Linked DNA regions of Sus scrofa: region 2 is linked to region 1. Evidence: chromatin contacts called from public targeted proximity ligation data. All regions are on one chromosome and are shown on one strand. The core of a region is the stretch at or near the end of the contact, and the rest is flanking DNA. Distances in the headings are between cores, read along the strand shown. Region 1 overlaps PTDSS1 (phosphatidylserine synthase 1). Region 2 holds the start of UQCRB (ubiquinol-cytochrome c reductase binding protein).

The links.
Region 2: a contact with region 1 is called in a targeted proximity ligation map of alveolar macrophages, with 5 times the contacts expected there. A contact is called at or near these places in 2 of 5 promoter capture datasets (fetal liver and liver), 31 of 47 Hi-C or Micro-C datasets (adipose tissue, alveolar macrophages, blood and 15 more) and 2 of 2 datasets of targeted methods (alveolar macrophages and skeletal muscle).

The regions. Positions count from the first base shown.
Region 1 is chr4:40,304,954-40,311,710 of Sscrofa11.1, forward strand. The region is part of intron 10 of PTDSS1 (phosphatidylserine synthase 1); the gene reads right to left. Among named protein-coding and RNA genes, the nearest start is that of PTDSS1, 68 kb to the right of the region's middle.
Region 2 is chr4:40,401,751-40,408,318 of Sscrofa11.1, forward strand. UQCRB (ubiquinol-cytochrome c reductase binding protein) reads left to right here and starts at 1,554. Exons shown (of 4, transcript NM_001185172.1): 1 at 1,554-1,605; 2 at 4,704-4,775; 3 at 6,090-6,256. The coding sequence starts at 1,587.

The DNA.
Region 1 (6,757 bases), core at 4,233-6,732:
TGGGGTGTAGGTCACAGACGCAGCCCGGATCCCGTGTTGCTGTGGCTGTGGTGTAGGCTGGCAGCTACAGCTCCGACTGGACCCCTAGCCTGGGAACCTCCATATGCCGCGGGAGTGGCCCTGGAAAAGGCAAAAAAAAAAAAAAAAAAAAAAAGACAAAATAATAATAATAATAATAATAATAATAAAATGTGTAAAAAAAAAACCCTTTAAGTCAGACAAAAGGTCTTGGCTGGACGACAGTGTGTGAGGAGAGCCAGGACAGGGAACTTCGGCCAGGCCCCCAGCCAAGGCTTCTTTTCCCCTTGAAACTGTAAGTGGTTCACCCAAACCAAACCAAACCAAGCCACCACCCATCCTGCTGTTACACTGCCTCAGAATTCCTTGCAGCAGGAAACTACTGACAGCAAATCATCCCCAAGTCTAACTTTCATCTCTTCCACTGCATTTTCTGCTGGGGACCCGTCACCTTGACCCAGAATAGCTGTGAAATCATGGTGGAATCTTCTCATCATAAATAATTTAAATCCTAAGAATTATAACTTTAGGGAGTTCTCATTGTGGCTTGAACCCGACTAGTATCCATGAAGATGCGGGTTCGATCCCTGGTCTGGCTCAGTGGGTTGGCATTGCTGTGAGCTGTGGTGCGGGTTGCAGACACTGCTTGGAGCTGGCGTAGCTGAGGCTGTGGTGTAGGATGGCAGCTGCAGCATTGATTTGAACCCTAGCCTGGAAATTTCCATATGCTGCACATGCTAGCCTAAAAAACAAAAAAACAAACAAACAAAAAAACAAAAACAAAAACAAAAGCTGCCATAACTTTACATCTAGAGGCGCTGCCTCAGAGACCATTAATGTCAGCACCTCTCCTCATTTCACAGTGGGGAAATAAAGGCTCAGAGAGGTGAATGGCCTTCTCAAAGACACACAGCTAGTACATGGCAAGACTGAAGCCAGAAGGTCTCTTTATATTCCTGGCACATTTCAGGGATGGCTATTAAGACAACTATTGATTTTATACCTGTACATCTTTATAGCTCTATCCCTTTATCTGTCCAGGCATCCATTCCTGCAGGAAGAAAAGCATCCTGGGAAGATCTCAATCCCAGCAGCATCCCTCTGCAGAGCCCACAGCCTGGAGGGTGAAGCCAAGAGCACAGGGAAGGCCGGGCTGTGTATTCTTACTTAACCCACTGAGCGAGGCCATGGATCAAATCTTCATCCTCATGGATGCTAGTCAGATTTGTTAACTGCTGAGCCATGATAGGAACTCCACAGCTTGGAATCTAGCCCTGGCCCAGTTCCTTTATGTCAGTGATATTCACGGAGTGTCTGCTGGGTGCACAGAGTCCTCAAGTGTCAAAAAAGAAAGGCGTCTGAGTGCTCCAGCTGGCCATTCTTCTTCCACATCAGTGAAGTGGGACTAGCAGCATGGTGGAGAGATAACATAAAATATAAGAAGACTCCCTAGTTCATTTTATATTAAATCCGTATGCAAACTGGTGTACTATGGGCATTAAAAAAAGTTCATACCTCTATCAAAATACTGGGCAATGAATAGATACATTAAAATTATAAAATGAAAGCTACATATTTTTTGTTTGTTTGGTTTTTGCTTTTTAGGGCTGCACCTGCAGCAAGCATAGGGAAGTTCCCGGACTAGGGGTCCAATCAGAGCTGCATCTGCCAGCCTATGCCACAGCCATAGCAATGCAGGATCCAAGCCACATCTGTGACCTACACTACAGCTCATGGCAGCGCCAGATCCTTAACTCACTGAACGAGGCCAGGGATTGAACCCGTTTCTTCATGGATACTAGCTGGGTTTGTAACCCGCTGAGGCACAACCAGGAACTCCCACAAAAGCCACTTCTAACCTTTAACATATTCTAGTACTTGTTCAGATTCTGATATACACCACTATTAAATACACCATTTCATGGAGTTCCCGTCATGGCGCAGTGGTTAACGAATCCGACTAGGAACCATGAGGTTGCGGGTTCGATCCCTGCCCTTGCTCAGTGGGTTAAGGATCTGGCGTTGCCGTGAGCTGTGCTGTAGGTTGTAGACGCAGCTCGGATCCCGCGTTGCTGTGGCTCTGGCGTAGGTCGGTGGCTACAGCTCCGATTCGACCCCTAGCCTGGGAACCTCCATATGCCACAGGAGCGGCTCAAGAAAAGGCAAAAAGACAAAAATAAAATAAATAAATAAATACATCATTTCACAGAAGAGCAAGAGTAGGAAAACTGGAGGATCTGCACATGGAAACCTACAAATGTTTTAGCGCCTTTACAAAGAGAAGAACAGACTGGCCTAGGTTGCACACAGAGGGCAGGCAGGACAAGTTCTACCTCCGAAGACTAGTCAGTGGCTAGGCAGTACTGGTGGGGAGGCTGGCCAAAGGACATCATTCTGCTAAGACCAAGGTAGCAGTGAGGGCTGGGTTGGCTGTCATTGCGCATCCTGCCCACCAGAGGGCAAGCATGCCCGGGCTTCTTCTCCAGCTTCCTTCCTTTCCTTGGGAGGGCAGGCGAGGCAAGTGAGGCTCTTTGGCTGCTGCCAGCTGGGCAGAGCTGGCTTTGCAGCTGGGCTAGGAGAAGTCTGGCAGGTGCTGGGCGACAGATGCTGCTCATCACAATCACCATGCAAGAGGCTTGCCACGGTTGCCAAATTTAGCACTTCGCTTGGGTACAAGAGGCCCCTTTTTCCCTGGTCCCAGGAGGAAGAAGCTTGAAATTTATGGGTTTGCAATCACACCTGTGGACATCTAGGCACATACCCACTTGAAATCCCAAGGCCTGGATTTAAAACAGCAATTGTCCGGATTTTGTTTGAGGAAAAGGGAGGAGAAAAGGAAAGAAAAACGTGAAGGCGGAGAGCCAAAGAGGCACAGAGCCATGGGCGTGTCATCTATGTCATGGTAACAAGCATTGGAAGGCACCCAGACGGATCGGACAATGGGCGCTGGGGCAGCTCATTACCCAGCATATGGGATCTTTGCTTCCACACTAATCTCAAATTCTGTGTATGCTGTCATACCAAGCAAGGCGGAGAGTTGGGGGCTTTGCTTCTCTCAGGGTAAAGACGTGGTGTTGACTCAAGGCTCTCTTACTGAATAATGTTATTGCACATCCTGCCCACCAGAGGGCATTCCTGAGACAGAGACCAATCTTGATCATTAATAAAGGCCACAATGATGAAAAAGTGCCAGGACCTTGTTTGTGCTTTTTCTCTAACTGGGAAATGCACAAGGCAGGGGGGATCCCTAGTCATCCCAGCCAACAGCTGCTTTTTGGGCCGGGTCCCCCCTCCATGGCCCGCATCCCTGATACTGCTCACTGGGATATTCTCATCTTTAATGTCCCCTTTCCTATGGCTGTTTCTTGGCCTCAGCCTGGCCTCTAAATTGTGGCTGCTCCCCAGAACCCGTTCTCAGCCAGCTGCTCTCTCCATGCTATGTTCCCTGACTCTTACCAACTCAATGGCTCCAACCACGTCCTACACACGGATCATCCCGACTCCTTCATCTCCACCACGGGCTGAGTCTTTCCAAAGCTACTGGACAGACCGGAATTTCCAATGACAAGGGACACCTTCACCTGTAAAATCTAAGGGTCCCTCTGGAGTTCCCTTGGTGGCACAGTGGTTAACAAATCTGACTAGGAACCATGAGGCTGCGGGTTCGATCCCTGGCCTTGCTCAGTGGGTTAAGGATCCGGCGTTGCCATGAGCTGTGGTGTAGGTCGCAGACATGGCTTGGATCTGGCATTGCTGTGGCTCTGGCATAGGCCGGTGGCTACAGCTCTGATTCAACCCCTAGCCTGGGAACCTCCATATGCTGCGGAAGTGGTCCTAGAAGAGGCAAAAAGACAAAAAAAAAAAAAAAAAAAAAAAAAAAAAAAAAAATCTAAGGGTCCCTCAAACCTAATCATCTCCTTTCAACAGGCTTCTCTGATATCCCTCAACCTGTTCCCAGCACCAAAAGCCACCCTGATGGCACACACAAGAAAGCCTAGAGTTGCCCCACCCAGCTTTGAGCTGGGCTCTCGATCCAGCCCTTCCTCTGCATCTTCAAAGCTGCTGCCTTGCTTAGGTTCTCACTGAGGTCCCTGCCACCCCCTTGGGCTCCCCCCTGCTCCAGGCCCTGCCCCTCCACACTCTTCACCTCCACCTGCTCTGTGAGATTTCTTTAAACCTGTCCTTCTCCAACTGCAACACACAGAGCCTGTCCTGAGATGCCCATCCCCTCCTTGGCCTCTCACTCTTTCCCCCGCCCTCACCCACACTTGTCTCAGCCCGCCCATGTGTCTTTGCCTCTTGCCCCTGTTCCCTTCTCCTCCCTGCCTTTGCCGCCTGTTCCCTGTGTACCAGGCACTGCACTGGACTCCATGGGGACAAAAGGATGACAGAAGCCTATTCTTTGCAAGCAGGAAGCACCATGTTAAGGAGACAGATACAACCACCAGAGCTGACATTGTCCTGGGGTTAGAATTCAAAGAAATACATACATATGCAGCTGGTCCCCCAAGAAGGAGTTGTCTAGTCTGCCTTGCAGGTCAGAGCGAATCTCATGGAAGGCATGGGTTGATGTTTGGTCTTGGGATAAGGTTCACCATGTAGAGAAAGCTGGGGAAAGCACTCAGAGCGAGCTGGCAGAGGAAGCATCCTGGAGGGAGGCAGGACAGATCTGGGAGGATGCTGAGCCCAGGCAACAGGGAGCACTTTGCTACAGGAGGTGGGTGTGGTGAATGGTTGAGATAAACACGCAAGCACGACGCCCTATTGCAGCTGGGAGGTTTGTGTCAGAGTCTCGGGTGGGGTAGGGTGGATCCTACGTGTTTCTGGCTGTTTCTGTCTCTGGAAGGAGTTTTCCTGGTTTAACACTTGTGCTTCTCTGCATCCCTCATGCCCCCCCCCCTCCGGCAAAGACTGTATCTTAACTGATGAGGGAACACAAGATGAGGAAGCTGGGTGTTTCCTGCCTTCCCATCTGGGTGTGAGGCCTGTGCCCGGGGCTGGAGAGTCCTAGGTCTGCTTTTGGGGGCTACTTTTCTGAAGCCCCTGCTGGCACGCATCTAAAGCTAAGACTGAAAGATGCAGACTCTCGGTAATAAAGATGCTGTGTTGATCTCCGCAGCCTCCATCCACGCTGCCTACCTCTTAACTGCTCTGAACCTGGGAGGGGAGAATGTTGTACTACTGGGTTCTTGCAAAGCCCCAGTGACAGGGAACGAGTCAAAGCAGGGGAAAGGGATTCCCATCTGGATTCTGGATGATCACATAGGCAGCAGTGTAGACAATGGATCTGAAGGGCAGCACAGGGGAAAATGGGTGTCTGGACAGGGGCAGAGGCAGTGGAACAGAGGGGAGGGGATGGAGGTGGGTCACATGCCTGAATGAACTCCGCTGACTCGGAGGGTGACGGAAGAGGAGGCAGCCGCTGAGGTCTCAGGGTGGGGCGCTGAGGGGTGGGGGAACCCCCTGATACTGAGCACATGTGACCTCTGGGCACTTCCCCCCAGCTTGTCTGCTGCTCTCTCCAGGGCTCCTCAGGCTCTGTGCACACACCTCCCGGGGTGTTTATCACACAGTAACATGAGCAGTCTGCACATGTAATTCCCACATGGACTCGGAGGTCCTCAGAGGGGGAGCAGGAAACTCCAGCCAGACTATCCGGGTCCTGAGCCCTGGCACGGCCATTGACTATCTACATGACCTCGGACAGGCTAGTGAACCTCCTGCGCCTTTATTTCTCTATAAAAGAGGGATAATAAAGCACCTCCCATCAAAGCATAAAGATTAAATATGCAGAGTTTCCACTGTGGCACAGTGGAAATAAATCCGACTAGGAACCAGGTTTCGGGTTTGATCCCTGGCCTCGCTCAGTGGGTTAAGGATCCGGCGTTGCCGTGAGCTGTGGTGTAGGTCGCAGACACAGCTCAGATCTGGCGTTGCTGTGGCTGTGCTGCAGGCCAGCAGTTGTAGCTCTGATTCGACCCCTAGCCTGGGAACCTCCATATGCTGTGAGTGCAGCCCTAAAAAGCAAAAAAGAAAAAAAAGATCAAATGCGCAACTTGTGAAAAGTGTTTTGAACAGTATCTGGCACGTTGTAAGCATGAAGCAACTGTATGGGCACCACCGTCTGCGTGTGTGGCTCCAGCATCAGGGCAGCTCTGGCGAGCACTCAGCAACACAGGGGACCACGCTGAGTGATGGAGAGACTGAGAAATGGGTCCTGTCCTCAGTAAAGTTACCATCACACAGACACCAAGGCAGAGCAAAAGTCACCCGGACAAGGAGGAGGATGCTAAGTATCTAATCAGTCAAACAGAGAGAAAGTCTCTAAAGCTTAGAGAGAGACTAGAGGGGCCCCGCTGGCTGGGGGCCAGAGGTGGCTCCTTGGACAGAATCGTAGGGAGACCTTTCTGGCCTCTGATACCCCAGGGGGAGGCCCGAAACGTGCTGCTCTGAGAAGGGCCTTTTGCTCCCATCCCACGTGTCTCGCCTGCCTCAACCTCCCTGAGGCCCTGTGGAGCCAGGTGAGGGGGGCACCCACCCGCCCCCCTGCATGGGCGGAGCTACAATTCAGAGCTGGGATGCACCTGCCAGAGAGAAATGTCTGGAGTGGCCGGTTAGGACCTCCTGGCTCATCTGACACACTCTGCTAACTAGTGCTTATGTCAAGTCTCTCTGCGATGGAAAGATACCTCTGAGCATGAATGCTGGAGTTTGAGTACAAAGGAGCTCATGATTCCCT
Region 2 (6,568 bases), core at 304-2,803, 93 kb after region 1:
CAGGAAACAAGGAAGAAGGATGAGCTAGGAGGCAAAGCATGGAGCCATCCTGCCTAGCCTTTCTTTGGCTCAGAACCTCATTTTGCCTTTATTAACAACCCTCTCAGAATGGGCTATCTGTGTTGCTGTAATGAACAGTCCTAAAACCACAAGTATTTTGTTGTTGTTGTTTGTTGTATTGTCAGGGCTGCATCCAAGACACATGGAGGTTCCCAGTCTAGGGGTCGAATCAGAGCTATAGCTGCTGGCCTACACCACAGCCACAGCAACACCAGATCCTTAATCCACAGGGAAGCCAGGGATAGAAGCCACGTCCTCATGGATACTTGACGGGTTTGTTACTGCTGCACCACAATGGGAACTCCCAAATACAAATTTCTTTTTAAAACATAGCATGATGAGAGGGATTTAACCTTTGACTCTTCTCATGACTGTGTTCAGCAAGAGAACTTGCTTATATGTGGAGAGCTGTCACTGTGGAGCATATCTTCTTTTGCAGGGAAAAGTTACTTGGATAGTCCCCTCTCTGCCTCACCCACTAATTAATCATTTATTTTGCTTTGCATCCTTTAGTAAAATTCTTCTCCCTTAACAGTTTGTGACACTGCTGCCCCTGGGTTTTTATACCTCAGATGAAACATGTTGGAATTGAGACAGTGAAAGTAGTTATTTTACCTTAAAATTGCATTCAAGGAGTTGCCTTTGTGGCTCATGGAGTTAAGGACCCAACGTTGTCTCTGTGAGGATTCCGTCCTCCTTCAGTGGGTTAAGGATCTGGTGTTGCCCAAAAGGTACAGCCTAAATTGCAGATCCAGTTCGGATCCATTGTGGCCTAGGCCTTGGCTGAAGCTCCAGTTAGAACTCTGGCCCAGGGAACTTCCATATGCCGCAGGTGTAGCCATAAAAACAAACAAAAAAATCACAAGGCACTCAAATTCTCTTAACTAGATTTCCACTAAAAAGTCTTGATGTACAACTTCACCTGGAGAAACTGAAGGTCAGAGAAGGTGTCTCCTGGATTAGTGGGGTAGCACATGGCCCTACAATTAAGGAGTGCCACAGTTTTATCCAGTCTCAGATTCTGGAAGATGAATCTGGATTCTCCCTACCTTGTGTGCCCTTGGACAATTTATGAAAGCTTTCTGAGCCTGTTTCCTCTTCCCTACAATAGGTACGATCACAGTAGTATTTATCTTACAGATTTAGAATTAAATGAAAATACGTCCAGAAACTGCTTAGCATGGTGCTTGGCAGAAAGGGCGCAATTCATACTGCCTCAACTCTCAGAGCTCGTCAGTAACACAACCCAAGCTAAAGCCCTGGTGTCCTAATTCCCTGCCTAGTGTTTCCCCCATCAGGTCACAAGTACCGCCTCTTGGAACCGGGACCAGTTCCAGACCCGCTGGATGGATAAAACCCAGGGGGCTGGAGAGGTGTGCAGGGCAGGAACCAAACACCGGCCGCCAAAACTGCGCCTGCGCGAGCGTCCTCCCTCTCCTCGCGACGTGACGTAGCGCGCCTGCGCACTGGACCCTGCGCGTCCTTTAGGACTTACCCATCAGGCAACGCTTCTGTCTCGGGTCAAAATGGCGAGCAGGCCTGCTGGTAAGTGAGTGGCATCTTGCCTGGCTGACGTCGCAGCGCTTAACCTATTTTCGCAGCAACTTGCTCGTCTTCCTTTGCTCTAAGTGGCTAGGTTTGCGGCATAAGGGAAGGCGGCGGCGGCCCGCCTGAAAGACGCTTGGGTCCTACCCCCTTGCTGTCGCTAGGCCGGGCTCGCCCAGAGGGTTGGGATAGGACCTGCTGTGGTGAAGGTACCCGCGGTGGCTGCCACAGCCCTGGTGTTCAGGCTTCTCGTGCTCGGCAGCCCTTCCCCTCGGCCTTAAAAGAGTTCAAGGGCACCAGGAGATAATCAGTGGCTGACCTTGAACCCAAATGAACTGAGTACTTATTGTGAGCCAAGCGCTGTCATGTGCGTTCGCTCGATCAGTTCTCCCGCCGGCGCGAGGGGGACGGTGGTTAGTTTTCCTTTTAGGCTGGTGAGATAACTGAGGCAAAGTGACCGGAGGAAATAGGGCTGGAAACCTGTTCCACCTTTCGCTCTTCTCAGACTGGGAGTTAGAGGCAGCTGAGCAAGGGTTATAGTGAAGTTTCAGGTTGACCTTGGCTTATCTGGAACGTCAAGTTGATCTGTGGATTTGGAGAAATTTTCATTTATTGTAGGCATTGGGATGAACGTATATTATGGAATAGAATGCAGAAACAACCGGAATATTTAAAACAGGACGTTCTAAGGTAGGGTTTTCTTTTTTCTCTTTTTTGGCCAATCGCTGCCCTCTGGCGGTGTGAATTGGAATTAACTTTTAAAAAATGTTTTCTCTCTGCCCCAGCAATTGTGAAGCTAGTAAGGAAACATCAGATTGCCAGATAAGTTGGTTATCTAAATCACATTGAGCTTTTCAGAGGTGGTGGAAACTTTTAAGAATTCATTACTTCATTAATTGGGCAGCTATTTAAGGCGTTCTGCTTCTGTGCTGCGTTTGGAAACTAGGTAGACCTGGCCTAAACCCTATCACTAGCTGCTTCTGATCTTGAATAAATCTTACTCCTCTTATGCAAGGACAAGAGTGTTGTAAATAACTAGCGAATGGGAGTTAAAGCAGATAGAATAGTGCCTGGCACACAGTGAATATTAATCGTTATTACCATCACTGGTAAATACAGTTGTCTCCTACAAATATGTTTGTAGTTTGTTGACTCTTTGGTAGTTGTTTTCCTAGAAGCAGTGCAGTTATGTGGTGCTTAATTTGCAAAGAGATTTACCAAAGCTGTGTAATCTGGGATGTAATAAGGAGGGTTTGAGATTAAAGAGTTTGCTTTCCTTCCTTGGTAAGGGGCTAGCCCTAAGACAACATTTTTTTTTTTTTTTTTTTTTCCTTTTTTGGCCACACTTCTGGGCCAGGGCTTGATTCCAAGCTGCACCTCCGGCATTCCTTAACCGGCTGCACCACAGCGGGAACTCCAAGACAGGAATTTTAAAAGAAAATTTAAACTTACCATACCTCCTCTTCTGTATCATACCTCTCCTGAAACCTCAGGCACTCTCGCATTGCTCTCCGCCCCTACTGGGTAACCCATCAGGCACAGTCCTGTTCCCAAAGAGTTTTTTTGGTTTGTTCGTTTGTCTTTTTAGGGCTGCACCCTCTGCATATGAGGTTCCCAGGCTAGGGGTCGAATCAGAGCTGTAGCCACTGGCCAACACCACAGCCACAGCCATGGCCTACACCACAGCCACAGCCATGCCAGATCCAAGCCGAGTCTGCAACCTACACCACAGCCCATAACAACACTGAGTGAGGCCAGGTGTCGAACCTGCATCCTCGTGGATGCTAGTCAGGTTCGTTTCCACTGAGCCACAATGGAAACTACCCCCAAAGAGTTTTAACATTACCTGTTTCTTCTCATCTGTTCTCAAATATCCATTCCCTCGGTGGAAAGTTAGCTACTTGGGCGGAGGATAATGTGCTTGTTTTACTTGTCCTCCTTAATAGTAAGTGACTTACTAATGTTATCACAGCCCTCCCAGAAATACATATGTATTTTAAAAGAGAGTGGCCATGTGACATAAAGGTAATATGGAATAAAAATATGGCTGGGGCTCATTTAAATCTGCCAGCGTATCTTGAAATCTCACCTTTTCATACAGCTCCAACTCCCTTGGAAAGTTTACATTTGTTTTCTGTAATCTGTTTCTGAAACTACAAATGATGGGCAAGTTCCGAGTTCCCAGTTTCCCTTCCATCTCCCACCCCTTCAGTTCTGATGGTAACAGGGGAACAGAAGGGAATGGGATAATGGACTTTGAGAAGCTGGAGCGGCAGTAGAGTTGGCCCTCCACATCCACTGGTTCCACACTGGGGATTCAGCCACCCTCATGATCGGAAATATTTTGGGGAAAAAATTCCAGAAAGTTCGAAATAGAAATAGCATTTGCTTTGGATTTACAACCATCTACGTACCATTTATTTTGCATTAAGTATTATAAGCAATCTAGAGATGATTTAAAGTATACATGACAGAGTTCCCGTTGTACAGCAGAAACGAATCCGACTAGGAGCCATGAGATTTCGAATTCGACCCCTTGCCTTGCTCAGTGGGTTAAGGATCTGGCATTGCCGTGGGCTTTAGTGTAGGTTGCAGATGTGGCTCAGATCCCGCGTTGCTGTATTGCTGTGGCTGTGGTGTAGGCAGGCAGCTGCAGCTCTGATTTGACCCCTAGCCTGGGAACTTCCATATGCCTCAGGTGCAGCCCTAAAAAGCAAAAAAAAAAAAAAAAAAAAAAGAGTATACAGGGAGATGTGCTTAGTTATCACTACACTATTTTACATAAGGGACTTGAGGCTCTCTGGATTTTGGTATTGGTTGGCGGGGTGTGTGTGTGTCCTGGAATCAATCCCCTGTAGATATCTAGGGGCTGTAATTGTGTCTATAGATCTTTTGTACATTAGTTATTTGAGTTTACCCTTTTTTCCCATGACTTCCCAATTTTTTGGCTGCAGTCACTCTTGCTCATAGATAAAATAAGAAGTTATCTGTAATATGTAGAGTATATGCTTTTAAAAGAAATTCCTTCCTGTTTTCATTCTCTGGCTTACTGTATACTATACGTGAATTGTTAGCAACTAATGGTATGATAAAATCAGTTGCAGCATCAAGCAAGTGGCTGGAGGGTATACGAAAATGGTATTATAATGCCGCCGGGTTTAATAAACTGGGTAAGTATTTGTGCTTTCTTTCTTCCTCTGTCCCCCCCCCCCCGAGAGTAGTGCTTTTGCAAGCGTTATTATGGATCCCCAAAATGTGCTAATTAATTGCACCTGTGTACATTAGAAAATTAAAAAAATTAGGTCACACTGGGAGTTCTCACTGTGGCACAGCAGGTTAAAAATCTGGCGTTATTTCTGTTGCAGTGTGGGTTTGAACCCCAGCCTGGCACAGTGAGTTAAGGATCCAGCATTGCCCAGCTGGGGTGTAGGTCACAGCTGAAGCTTAGAATTGATCCCTGGCTTGGGAACTTCCATATGATGTTGGTGTGGCAAAAAATAATAGGTTACATTTCATTTTTTAAGTCCATTTCCTTTTTTTATTATTTTGAGAAGAGAAGGATGGAATTGTCTCAAATGTTTGAGGTGGAAATGATTTCTGTTCTTGAAATATGGTAGCAGAACCTTTTTGTTATTATATGCTCCCCCTCTCAATTCCTCCACTTTGCATTTTAAAATTTAAGTTATATGAACTTTGAAAGAAGAGATTTTTCAAATGTTAATATTGTCTGACATCTTTACAATTGTTTGATGCCTGAACTTTTTTGGAATTTCATAATTTGCTATGAACTTCATCTGTTGTAATTGAAGCATCATGAAATGTTACTGGTTCCTTAACACTGTCATTTTAAGATTCTTTAATACCTTGATCTCAGAATTAAAGTAAAAGAAAGTAGAGATGTGGTTTATTGATATGTGTTTAAAAACAAGGTAGACACTTTTTGGAGTTCCCATCGTGGCTCCGTGGTTAATGAATCCTACTAGGAACCATGAGGTTTCGGGTTCAATCCCTGGCCTCGCTCAGTGGGTTAAGGATCTGGCGTTGCTGTGAGCTGTGGTCTAGGTCACAGACGCGGCTCAGGTCTGGTGTTGCTGTGGCTCTGGCGTAGGCCAGGAGCAGCAGCTCCAATTAGACCACTAGCCTGGGAACCTCCATATGCTGCGGGTGTGACCTTTAAAAAACAAAAAATAAAAAATAAATTAAAAAAAATAAAAACAAGGTAGACATTTTAAATGTTTTTTAAATTACTGTAGATAAAGTGTGAATTTTATGGCAGTAGATTTTAAAAAGCTTGTATTGTTTCCACAGTACCATTTAAGAAATAACCCATTAGTGTGTATGAAATGCATTGAGTTTCCATCATACCTAACTCTTGATATTTTGCCCGTTGGGTGAATGAAATTAAGTTATTAAGTCATAAAGATATTCTACTCGTTATTTTTAAGATGCATATTCAATCAAACACTCTTGTTTTTTTATCATAGGCTTAATGCGAGATGATACAATATATGAGGATGACGATGTAAAAGAAGCCATAAGAAGGCTTCCTGAGAACCTTTATAACGACAGGGTGTTTCGCATTAAGAGAGCACTGGACCTGACTATGAGACAGCAGATCTTGCCTAAAGAGCAGTGGACAAAATATGAGGAGGTAGTACAGCTTTTATGTATCTGATAATGGCCGTTAAGAATGGACTCTTAGGAGTTCCTGCTGTGGTGCAGTGAATTAAGGATCCTGCATTGTCTCTGTGGCAGCCCGGGTTCAATCTCCAGCTGGCGCAGTAGGCTAAGAATCCGTGTTGCCGGAGCTGTGGCGTAGGTCACAGGTAGGGCTCGGATTTGATCCCTGGCCTGGGAATTTCCATATGCTTTGGGATCAGCCAGAAAAAAAAAGGAAAGAAAAGGAATTGAGTATTGGACACAGAGAAGACATTCATTGGTGTAGTGCTTTAGAGTTCTTAAA